2 separate regions of the Sus scrofa genome follow, and region 1 is linked to region 2. Evidence: chromatin contacts called from public Hi-C data. All regions are on one chromosome and are shown on one strand. Each heading gives the region's core, a stretch centred on a gene start, on an enhancer-like site or on the middle of the called end of the contact. The rest is flanking DNA. Distances are from core to core; before and after follow the strand shown.

Region 1 (5,867 bases), core at 1,072-3,571, 34 kb after region 2:
CCCCTGTCTCTCCCTTAGACAGGAGCATCCCAACTTGCCAGATACCAGGGCCACCAGGAACCATTTTCCATTCTCCAAATCTCATGAATTATTTCGACATTCCCGATAATCACATTAACAGGGACTAAAGTTTTCTTCTCATAATTAGGCTTCTACTTAGAAGGTAGATCCAGTTGGAAGCATTAACATCATAATGGGCCTTTTTCACACAAAATGACGATGACTGAGAGCAGATCTTTTCTGGAAAACAGGTTTTGATGAGGGCAAGGTGGCGATTGAATTTGGGACAAAGGTAGCTCACCGCAGTCTTAAAGCCCTGGATTCAGAAGTAGGACATCCTACCCTATGGAGAATCCAAAATGATCCATTGACGTGCAGAAATCTTCTATTTATTTGAAAAGAAGATATTAACTCTTCTCTTTATTTTAATTTTAAATTTCATCTTAAAGGGTTTTTTTGTTTGTTTTGGCATGTGTATTTTTTTGAGGCACACAATACTGAAATACACGTGTACCTTGTAAGTAAAAATACCCAGTTTGGATATGCCTCACGATCTTTTTATTGGCAGAGGGACGTGATCTAAAAAGTTAGAAACCACTGCTTACAAAGAATGAATGTGAATGAGGCCCTCACGCTGCTACATGGAAGAACAGGAAATGGTTACAGAACAAGTATTTGCAACCTCAGAATTCTGACTCCAGTTATTCCTGATTTCAGTTCATTGATCAATAGGTAGTTTACTAACCCTCAACCTGACGCAGGACAGTCCCTTTTAAGATGTGGAGAAATTGCTCAATCTTAGGATGTTGACCGAAGAAAGTAGATTTTAATCATGCTTTTTTTTTTTTCATGTTGTTTTCTCAAGGGTCCCATGGGAACAGAAAGTTTTGAGGGTGTTTACTGTTTGTGCAAGATGACTGGTTGGGTAAAGAAGTCCAAAGTTTATCATCTGCAGAACAAATAAAGCCTGGGCAAAGGTAACTGAAATGAGCATCTCCCATCTTGTCCCTTCAGCATGTCTAAGGGGATGTTTGCCCCAAGGATTGCATAACCGAGAACCAAATCCATGCAAGTCACACGGAGAGGAGGTGCCTTTTAGACTCCAACCCGTTAAAAATAGTCACTGACGTCTATTCTTCGTGCTTTGATAGGCAGTTGATGGCGGTGCCTGTACAAAATCATTAAAAAAAAATCTATTTGTGGGTGAGCTCCTTCTAACTATCCAGGTATTACTTGCCCAACAACATCTGAGGGGCTGAATTAGAATTGCTTTCTCCTTCCCCAAAGGTAGACACAACATGGTGCTAGGCAAATGCTGAAAAAAGTTGACTAATCCAGGGCTCATCTGGACTTTCGGTGGTGGTGGTGACAAGTGACAGCAAGGACACCTGGACTATTTTTGTGATGACCCCATGGTGCTCACTGACGAGTATTCAAAATGGACAACGTGGAGTGTGACGCTTGGCTCTCTTTTAGAAGAGAACATCTGGGCATAAAGGTTGATGGAGAAGTGGGGATGTGGTTGGGTGGTTGAGCGTAAGAACTTATTGGGAAAAAATGCTTTGGGTCTCAGAGAGCCTTACTGACCAAATATTTACTTAATCATTCTCATTTTTTTGACTCTTTGTTGCTGTTTTTGTTGGAACGTGATGTTTATAAAGCCAGTCAAAGACGCATTTTATATAGTACAGTCATGCAGTGTGATAATAAACGAGCAGAAGCCAATTATGGATAGAGGCTAAGTAAATGACAGAGTTGACCTTTCATTGCAAAATTAGGTTTTGCAGAGTTTTATACACTTTTTCCAAATACGTTTATCACCCGAAGACTTTTGCTCAAATAGATATTTAAGAGAGGGTTTGAACATTAAGAACAAAGCCATCAGATGGAGCCTCTCTGCCTCCTTTTTGGATGGTTGAAAAAAAATTCTAACAGAACTGATCATATGTTGTGGGAAATGCACAGAGAATTGCCTCTGTCCATGTGAGTGTATGTGGCTATGCAAGGTAACAACTAAAACTCGTTAGTGTCCAGAGTGTCCAGATAAACATAGCATTTACTGTATAACTTTTTAAAAAGAAAGAAAAAAAAAAACCCAGTTTTCCAATATGGAAAAGATACATTCCCATATCTGAAGCCTAAGTCATATGCTATGACCTTGATTTGAAATTTCACTCATGACCAGCCACCCACGTGGAAAAACTAAATGCAGTACCCATTTAGTGTAGATATTTGCGAGTCCTGAAGACTACGAGACATTGAACTGGGTGGTCAATGGGTGTGTAGACTCTGGACTCTCAAAGTCCAGGGCAGACAGTTATCTTTCTGAGTCTGTAAACTTGTAGTTTTTCCTGAAAACAATGACCTTTGGAGGGCCCACCAAGCTCTAGGATTCCGTCAGCCACCTGTCCAGCGCTTCCCACGCTGTGTGCACCGTCTCTTCTCCCTTTAAAAAGGAGCTCCTTTCGGAGAAAGGTTGGGAACTGGGAATGTGTGCATGTTGAGAGGAAAAGTGAGCTGCATGGGGAGAGATGATGGAACAGTTTGTGGTTCCAAAATAGCCTTGGAAACTTGCAGAGGCTCGCAGATGAGCCAATGGATAATAATAAAAACAATAGTTCTATACCCAGGGACACGAAGGCATTTGGTGAAGAAGATGACAGAATGGCAGAGAAAACGGGAGGGACAGAAGGACCGAGCCGAGAGAGCCAGAGCGAGGGTGCACAGGAGGCGCACGGCTGGCGGGCTGCAAGCTCAGAGGGCCTGCTTTTCCAATCTGGCACGGAGCTTGATGAGTCTGTTTATTCAGCTACGGTATCAGACGTTCCCTTTTCCTGCCCGAAGAAGTCCCCTTTGAAGAACTGCTCTGCTGGGGAGTAGTTTCCCCTTGGACGGGCTACTCCTGTTTTCAGACCTAAAGGAAAAGTGCTGGAAAGGCCACAAGAATGTTCTTTAAAGCGATATTCCAGCGCCACGTGAGGGGAGGATGAAATAGCAGTAAAAAGATTTATTTCCTGGTTGAGGTATTTTTTTCCCCTCTCATGTGAATTTCGTGCTGCACAAAGGTGTCACATGAATGCGACGGGGGTCAGATGTTGTTGGGTTCCCTCCAGACCTGTGTGGTCCGGTGGAGGCTGGGGGTTGGGGCGGGGAGAGGGCAGGGGCATCTCAAGCTTCTGTAGGCCTGGAGTGAGGAAGGCACCCCTGCGAGAGGCAGCGGGCATTCACTAGCACTGCCATGCGAGCCCTGCAAGGCTTTACCTGCAGAGGACTCAACGGTGGTGAATTACCAAGAGGACCAGCCTCTGCCTTCAAAGCAGAGCAGAGCCGAGAAGTTTCGGGACTTGGGAGACAGGGCTCGTAATCAGATCGGGTCATTCAGAAGTTGACATTTTAAAAAAATTTGTAAATGATTTTTATTTTTTTTGATTTTTAACTCTGGGGTTTGACGATGAATTTCTTCGATTTCAGTGCCTCTTTTTCCCTTGCAAAGAGGGTTTTCCTCTCGCTCTCACGTGGATCCTGTGAACTAGCTTGGGCAAGACGTCAGCTGTCTCAGTCTGCCTCCCTACCAGAGGGTCTGGCCCAGCGAGAGATGGTTCCCCAGCGTGTTATGGGCAGGGGCACAACGGCAACCCAGGGCACCTGACTCCTGGACCAGGTCTCTGTTCTCTGTGGTCTTGGGACCTGTACAAAGGGACGATGGGAGTTGCCGAGAAAAAGGCAGGTGACCTTCTCCGTCTCCTCCCAGGCCCATAGAAAGTTGCTGGGACTTTGAAGCCAGTGCTTTGCTGTGCCCGACCGTGCTCTCCAGGACTGGCCTGAGGGAGGAGATTCAAAGCGAAACCTTCAGAGGGGAAGCTCAGATTCTAGTCCCTGTGGCTGCCCAAGCCTCTGGTGGGTTTGTTTGGTCTTTACCTGCACCGCATAAAGCAGGAGTTCTCCAGAATGAAAAGGGTCCTTTGATCCATCTCTGAGATGAACCCTTTGAGCGAGAGATGCCACTTCACGGCGAGGCCTGGCTTTCCCGGGGAGGGGATGGGACCCGCACTCTCCCCCTGACTCCCTTTTGAGACCCTGACTCATGGGGAGGCTCAGGGTCTGGGAGCGAGGCTCAGGCAGGGCTTACGGGAGGATTAAGAGAGAACCAGCATTTTCTTCCGGGCAATATGGGTTTGTCTGCCAGGGCTCTGGGGAGAAACCAGAAGAGGGCTCGTTACGCGCTGCCTCTTCTGCTTTGATATACGCAGCCTTGTATTTTATCTGTTTCTGGGTGTTTGTCTCCTCTCTACACGTAGAGCTGAAGTCGCTCGACATTGAGCCGTATCTTGTAATTATTTGTATCCTCTGAGGCTTCCTAGTGCTTAAAATATCTGATGCGTGAATGGGAATCCATTTCCAGCCACCCCCTTATCCCACCGTCTCTCCGCCTGTGGCTTGAATCGGAACCACCTGGGAAACAGGCACACGTACTTTGAAATAAGGCCTGAGCTGAATCTCACGTGAACCAAAGTTTAAGAATTGTTGCTTTATCCCTTTTCTCCTTGGCTTTGAGAGCTCTTGGTGACTTTGAGCAATGCTGTAACCACAAACACAGTCTCAGGTGTGTGGAGTGTTTTCTGATGTGCAAAGCTTATTTCTCATGTGCGTCTCATTGAATCCTCCTGGAACGGTCGAAGTTACTAACAATGAAGTGGGTTCTTTTCCCACTCACTTTGCAGACGAGGAGACAGAGGCGTGCTGGTCTTTGACTCGCCCGGCCCGTTTGTAGCAGGGCCTGTGTTCATCCCCAGGCTTGTGAGTCCAGGTACCGGGCTCTTGCCCCGCAACCCTTGCAGCTCCGTGCCTTTGCTGGCATTGCCGTTTTTTGTTCGAAAGTGTTATTATTCCTGGAGTTCCGTTGTGGCTCAGCGGTAATGAACCCGACTAGTATCCATGAGGACGCTTGTTTGATCCCTGGCCTCGCTCAGTGGGCTGAGGATCCTGTGTGGCTGTGGTGTAGGCCGGCAGCTGCAGCTCTGATTTGACCCCTAGCCTGGGGACTTTCATATGCCACGGGTGCGGCCCTCAAAAGACCAAAAAAAAAAAAAAAGAAGAAGAAGGTGTTTTTCCTGATGCAGCTGGCTGTCCACACAGCTGGGGACAGTTACCGTGATAAAGATATGAAGCCGGGAGAAGCTAACACTGTCTGTATTCCTAGCGAAGCCTGGAGTAGGCCAAGCAGCTAAGGTAGGTAATGAGATATCCTCTCATGCAAATATTAGAGTACAGAATTTTTGTTCATTATTTAATTGGAAAAGCAGAACTGGGTACCTGGTAAGAGGTAAGTCAAAGGCCGGTCTGTGTGTTGGGTGACCTGTGCTCTCCCGACTTCCTTTTACTGGGAATGGGGAAGGGCTAGGAAGCAGGCCGAGCCCCTAGAATTTGCTGTGTGACCGGATTCCCAAGGATGAGCAGTCCAGCTCTGTTGAGGCTGGCTGTGGTAGAGGTCTGGGAAGTTCCCAGCTAGGGCCAAACAGGTGCCCGAGGAAGAAGGGTGGGCCCGTGGAATGCTGCCAAGGTGGTATTCCTCTCCCTTGATTTAAAGGGTCCAGAAGGCTCTAGCGTTCACTTGGCACTCAAGGGGACCCATAGCCACACTTGGAGAGGCAATATAGTGGTTGCTGCAGGGCATTCTCAACAGAACTTTCTGGATGGCTGTTTGCTCATTGGCGAGTGGCAATATGCAGACAGCCGTCAGGAATGGAGTCTCATCAACTGAAAGAAAAGATGGGCCTGAAACTTTTGCTCGTGCTCAATTCTCTTCCACCCAGCTGGGGAAGGAGCGCTTCTTTCATCGTGGAGTAATAGATGATTGATTTGACTGT
Region 2 (6,062 bases), core at 378-2,877:
CCCGACACCCTCACAGACCTGGGAGACAGGCGCAAACAAGAGGGAAAAGCAAAGAGAAAGTCAATCTCTCTCCACCTGCTGCCTGAAGTGGGGGTACTTTCAGCTGCCTGGCCGACAGGAGCCTGAGACACAGCCTCGGCAGCAGCCTGCCAACATCCTTAAGGAAAATAAACAAACACATACCAACTTGTCCCCCCGCCCCCCTTCCAAACCAAAGAACTCACATGGCAGGGCTCACAACATGACAACAGCCCAGTTCCCATTAGTCTGGACAATCCTATTACCCAGGGCAACCATAAATTCATAAACCTCTGCAACCCTGGAGCGTGCACTGTGGCCTGGAACTGTTCAGACGCACACAGACACAGAGGAAATTTGCACCTGTCTTTCTTGACACAACACACCTGTCAGGCCCTGCCCATGTGCAGACTTGGGCTAATAGACCTCTGCCTAGCGAGGGTAGGAAAGGACATTTATTTTTTTGTAAAAGAAGATTATAGATGGGTGGGGCGGGGGGAAGAGCTAGAGAAAAGACTTCTAGCCTTGACTTTGAGAGAAGGCCACCCTGTGCTCGCACTGTTTTTATAAGCTCCAGGAGACAACGCAGACCTTCTTGGAAAAATAAAAAACAGGCAGGTGAGTTCCCAGCCTTCCCCCAGGCAGAGTGGGTTCTGGATTGCCAAGAACAGCAGTTTCCCACTCCAACCTGCCTCCTTGGGCTATTGAAGACTGTCGCTCAACCCCTCCTCCCAGTTCTTCCCTCCGCCTGCCTGGAGGACTCTCAACTTCCGAAAAAAGCTCAAAAGTGGCGGGAGACCTGAGAGTCTCTCTCCAAAGCTACTCCCCTTTACCTCCCTCCTGCCCCCCTCCCACCTCACCCCTCCAACCCACAATCTCCACCTACGTACAGTTTTAACCGGAGGAGTAAGTGGCGGGCACATCAGAAGAACAAACAACTTGCTAAACTGGGCTCTGGGTGATGTTTTCCCCCGGACTTGCCCTCTGGTCCCCCTCCTTGTCTGTTCAGGCCAGATAGCAGCGCTTCCCGCCCCCTCACTATTCTTCCCTGTAACAATCACCCTCACCTCTGCTCTCCTCCCTCTCCGGCCCTCCGAAGTGGGGCAGAACCGTAGGTACCACCCAGACCCACCAAGATCAGATCCAAGCAGCCCAACCAGCCGCGTCGACTGCCAGCGATGACTGTGAGCACATCCGCTGCCCCCACCCGGACCGCGATCCTTCTGTCCCCCCGCGGCGCTCCGGCCCCAGCCCCTCCACACCACGCGACCCCCTGAGGCTCCCGGGGCCATCTTACCCCCTACGCAACTTGACCCAGCCCCTGGGTCCTGGGAGCTCGGGAGAGGGGCGCCGCGCTCGTTTCCCGGGACCATCTCGCCACTGCTCCAAGCCGCATTTCAACATTTCGCCTTCGACAGCGGTCGGAGAGGAAAGTAATAGAGCGCCCCCCTCCTCCCTCTCCCTTCCTCCCGACTCCCTGGCCCTCTGCTGGGGTTAAAAAGGAGAAGTGAAAGGTATGCAAATGACAAGCAAATTGGAAGAGCCTGGAAGAAAGGCAGCTCTAATAAACAAGACAAAGAGAAAGGACGTGGGGACTGGCCCAGGAGTTTTCACCCGGGGAGATGGGAAGGATGGAGCTGGGAGGAGAGCGGGGACCCAGACGAACAAAAAGCAAGCCGGTCCCCCTCGCGGTCCTCTCTCCCGAGAAGAGAGGGCGAGAGAAAGAAGGAAAGGAAGCAAACGCCTCCTCACCCCCCAGAAACAGTACACAAAAGGTGACAAGATCAGCGACAAGTCCAGCACTCTCAGCCTCCCCCCGCCGCCACCACCACCCCCAAGCCGCCAGCAGGAAAGAGAAAGAAATAAAAGCCAAACGGATCACTTACTCTTAGGGACTGGGAGGAGCGGAGCGCTGAGTTCCACTGAGGCTCCAGCTTAGAAACTGTTTAGAGGCTATTTTATTAGGATTCATTTCAAGAGCACCATTTTATCCTGGGGGGGGGTGGGGAAGAGGTTTACACGGGGCTGAGTAACGGGAGTCTCTTTTCTTCTCTTCCCATTCAAGAACAAGCCGGTGCAAGTGATTCTGGAAAAGGGGAGGGGACTCGCGAGGGGAGAAGATACTTACGCGGTGCAGAGAGCAGTGGGACCGAGCCTTTTTTGCAGGCGGAGAGAGGAAAACACACGCGCGCACACACACGGTGAGATCTTGCGGGTGATGAATATGATAATTGGACCAGGGACGGTGGGTCCGTGCGGGAGCGCGCGAGCGGGCCGAGGGGGAGAGGGAGATGGGACAGCCAGAGCAGGATGGCCAGGGAGAGGAGAGGGGGCGAGGAGGGCAGCGAGGAGAGGGGAAGAGAAGAGGCGAGAGGAGGACCGCCGAGGATCGGAGAGAGGAGGAGAGGGAGGAGGAGGAGAGGAGAGGAGCGAAGCGGAGAGGGAGCGGGCGGACCCGGCGAGAGCTCTTTTGCGCCGCTCTGCTCTCCCCGGCTGCAATGGTGTATTATTTCCGAGCGCTCCCTCAGCTGAGGGCTCCGCTCCACAACAAGATTTACTTTAAGACACAGCTGAAGGAAACAGGAAGACTGCACGTCACAGTCTGACTGACGTACCCGGCCCCAGCACCCAATCGCGAGGCGCCTTCGGATTCAAGGGGGGATAGCGAGGCAAGAGAACTTGGGAGGAAAAAAAAAATATATAAAAGGGGTGGGGGTGAGGGGCTGGGAGGAGAGGAGGGGAGAGGGGCCCCGCGCTCCCCTCCCCCGCCTCCATGCCCGGCCCCCACCCTCACCCTCGCCCAGCCGCTGCTTCGGGGCGCCGGGATCGCCGCGCCGGGGCCGGAGCGAGCCATCTGCGGGCACTGTGCAAAGCGGGCGGGCGACCGCGCCAGCGCCGCTCGGCTCACGATCGCTCTTCCAGGACGCAGGTCCTTTTTTTTTTTTTTTCTTTTCCCTTCATTTCCCAGATACCGCTGATCAAGTTGGCCGAGCCGCCGAGCGAGTGAGCGCTCCTCGGACAGGGGTGCAGGAAGGCACGGAAAAGTGTTACTGGAGAATAAGTGGGGGTTTGAGGGGTGGGGATGGCATCAGAGAAGGGAGTGGGGCTCCTCAAATCCTTCCACTTTTTAAACGATCATAGCTAGTATCAAGAATACGTGTCATCCTCCCTTCCTTTGAAAGGGGAGGTGGACAATAAAATACAGGTAGGTTTGGGATGAAAACAATAGGTGCTAGAGGTTTCACGCCGGCTTTATTGCATCTGATATTAGAAGACCAGTTTTGGCTGAATCCTAGTCAATCTCCGGTCAAAACTGTTAGGCAGAAGAAGATTTGTCCTTGGTTACCTCTGACAGCGTTGTTTGGATTGTAGGTACAGCAGCCTTTATGGAAAAAAAAAATGTTGCAAACATTACCACACGATTACCGCTCAGTAACTCACTCACCCCAGAATGATCAAAGAGAGGGGTTTCATCGAGGATTTACACAGTTTTGACGCCTAGGTAGCAAACTTTAAAGTTTCCTGGGTAAGAAATTTCAAACGCTTAAATTTCGGGCTTCTAAGTCAAGCCATAGAAAACTCACTTTGGTTTGACATTTCTTGGACGAAAAAGAGCCCGCACGATTTCTTCAGATAAGGTGGCTCTTAAAGAACTTCTTGGGATTTGCAAGTTGCTATCGCTAAAGCGCAAGCTTCCAGCGGCAGCGAGAATGTCTCTTTCCCCGGGAACAGTAAACGGCTTTTAATAAAGCCACCGCGTTTATGACCTAAAGATCCTATAAAAGCTAGGACTTGCAAGGGCTGCGAAGCAGAAACATTCATACCTAGTCAATTAGACACTCCTTTTTTTGGTAGGATGGAGACAAGTGTGTTTCGTGTGTCCCTCGAATTTAATTAGATCAAAGGTTGAATCATGTTGCGCCTGTGACGACAGGATGTTTATGAAGTGTGTTACAAGTACACTGACCGACCACGACCACCATCTTCTGCAACACACACACACACACACACTTTTTCTAGGACATTTACAATTTCAGTCCCAAATTCATCAAACTGTGAAGAAGTCTAATTTTGAATAAGAACAGTGATGCTAATACATTAGTTCGAGTCCTTACCCCGTAGGGAACTTTTGGCACGGGATTCAACCATTGAGAAAAAGAAAAAACAAAGTCAGGCCGGCCTGGTTAGGTGTTGCGGATAAGAAAAAAAGACTCGCTTGAACACCCCCAGCCTTCGTTTCTCCCCTTTCACCGCCTCCAAACACTCCCTCCACCCCATTAGGGAAACCACAGAGACGCTGGCAAACACACCACCCATACTTCCAATAATCGACTATTGTATCAAGTGTTCTAATCGGGATGTGACAATTTAGGCTGGGGACAGAAATAATCTAGCAACGTGCCCATTAGATACAGAATGGAATAATGTCTCTATTGGTTGGGTCCTTTTCGAGGTAAGCGGGTGTACTGAGGGGAGAAATTTGGGTTCTGCGAAATGTATCAGGGCTACTTCCTTTCTTCTTTTTCCTCCTATTATTTTCTTCGAGTATCCCAGTAGGGCCTTGTTAGCGCCGGCCCACAAATAAACTGGCAGGAGTAAAGGACACATGCCCTCCACACCTTAAAACCATCTGCTCAGTCTGACATTTAAAAGGGAGAAGGGCAGGGAAGGAGGGGTGGGAGAAGGGGGAAGAAAGGAAGCTGAGAGGGAGAAAAGGTTCAGACTCGGGAAGGAAAAGGCTTGAACTTTAGCCCAGAAGTTTATGTCAATTGCACCCAGCGCTCGGGCGCACGTTTTGCACACACTACGCCCGGGGACTGGCGGCAGCAAAAGTTCCCCGTGAGCCCCAGTAAGTCTTTTATCACTCCCGGGGGAAGGTAGGCCGGAGTTGAAGTCGGGGTAACCCGCTTGGCAAACGAGGAAGCTCCCCCACCCCCAGCCTCGGCGGCAGAGGCTCGCGGCTCGCCAGCTCTGCCGCGGCGGTTCGCAGCCCGCATTTGGGCGCAAGAGTGGCTTGTTGATAGAGGAGAGCGCGCGACGCTGGTTGAGCGAACTCGGTCCGCAGCCCGGCTCCGCGAGCTGCGTCTGCGGAGCCCAGTCCTGTCCCCTAATGTCTGGGCGACGTACAGGCCAGACTCCTGGCAACCTCTCTCACCAGAGCTGCGGCGTTCTCCCGGGTCTCGGGCGGCCCTGGAGCAAGGCGAGAGGCCCGAGCCCCCTATCTCGGGCTACTCCCGGTTTGTTTTCTGATAGGAGCGAAGCGATCAGTCAGCCCGGAGACGAGGAGTCGCCTAGATATTGGCTCGGTCCCTGAAACCAGCGGCCAAGCCTAGGGTCAGTCCCTTTCTCCGCCCCATTGCCCACACGACCCCAATAACTTAAAAGTTAACACAAGTTCTGACCCGTCTTCCAACAAACCCCATCCTTACGGGCTGCGTTTGCTTATTTATCTGTGCGTTCTTAGTCAAACTCTTGCCCTTATCGCCTATGCATCTGGTTCTGGGTGAAACACCCTTCGCCTGGACATTTCCTCCGTGTATTCCCCCCTCGGGGTTCTTGCTTAAAGCCAGTAGGTGCGGACAGGAGAGAAGACTGCATAGAAGTAATTTAAAACCTTACAACCAACCATCAGCAGATCCTCAACAAACCGATTCTAGGAATTTCGACCAGATCCAGTTGAGAGACAAACGTGGATATTTATTTCAGGAGGATGCTGGAGATCCAGCCTGGACACACACACACCACCATCCACCACCACCCCGAAGAGAGGAAGAGAAAGAAATAAAAAAACAACTCTAGGGTGCAGGCCGGCCTGCTTCAGGCTGTCTAGAAGCAGACGGACTGACTGCCATATTCTCTCTCTGTCTCTCTCTCAACCCCTGTGCCCAGTGTGATGCCAAGTGCAACCTGGATTTGTTCTGAATTGAGGGGGGGGGAGTGAAATGCCAGGAGATCAGTAGCAAGTAGCAGCTGCAAGGTTTCTCTCCTGGGAACCCCACTGCTTAGAAGCCTCCGGAGTGATGTTTGTTTAACCAACAGCTTTC

The links. Hi-C and Micro-C count contacts between places; a contact is called where the count stands out from the background.
Region 1: a Hi-C map of liver shows a contact between it and region 2, with 4 times the contacts expected there. The contact joins the enhancer-like site here to the promoter of LOC106507881 in region 2. A contact is called at or near these places in 1 of 5 promoter capture datasets (liver) and 5 of 47 Hi-C or Micro-C datasets (heart right ventricle, liver and skeletal muscle).

What each region holds. Positions count from the first base shown.
Region 1 is chr9:129,611,905-129,617,771 of Sscrofa11.1, forward strand. All of the region lies in intron 3 of LOC106507881, which reads left to right. Among named protein-coding and RNA genes, the nearest start is that of PROX1, 42 kb to the left of the region's middle. Within about 2 kb of position 2,322, at least 2 of the 83 cell types and tissues checked have an H3K27ac peak or open chromatin away from gene starts, as enhancers often do. A contact at or near this core is called in liver, where this site is marked.
Region 2 is chr9:129,578,429-129,584,490 of Sscrofa11.1, forward strand. LOC106507881 reads left to right here and starts at 1,628. Exons shown (of 9, transcript XR_002336008.1): 1 at 1,628-1,793; 2 at 2,084-2,219. It also overlaps a transcript of PROX1 not described here.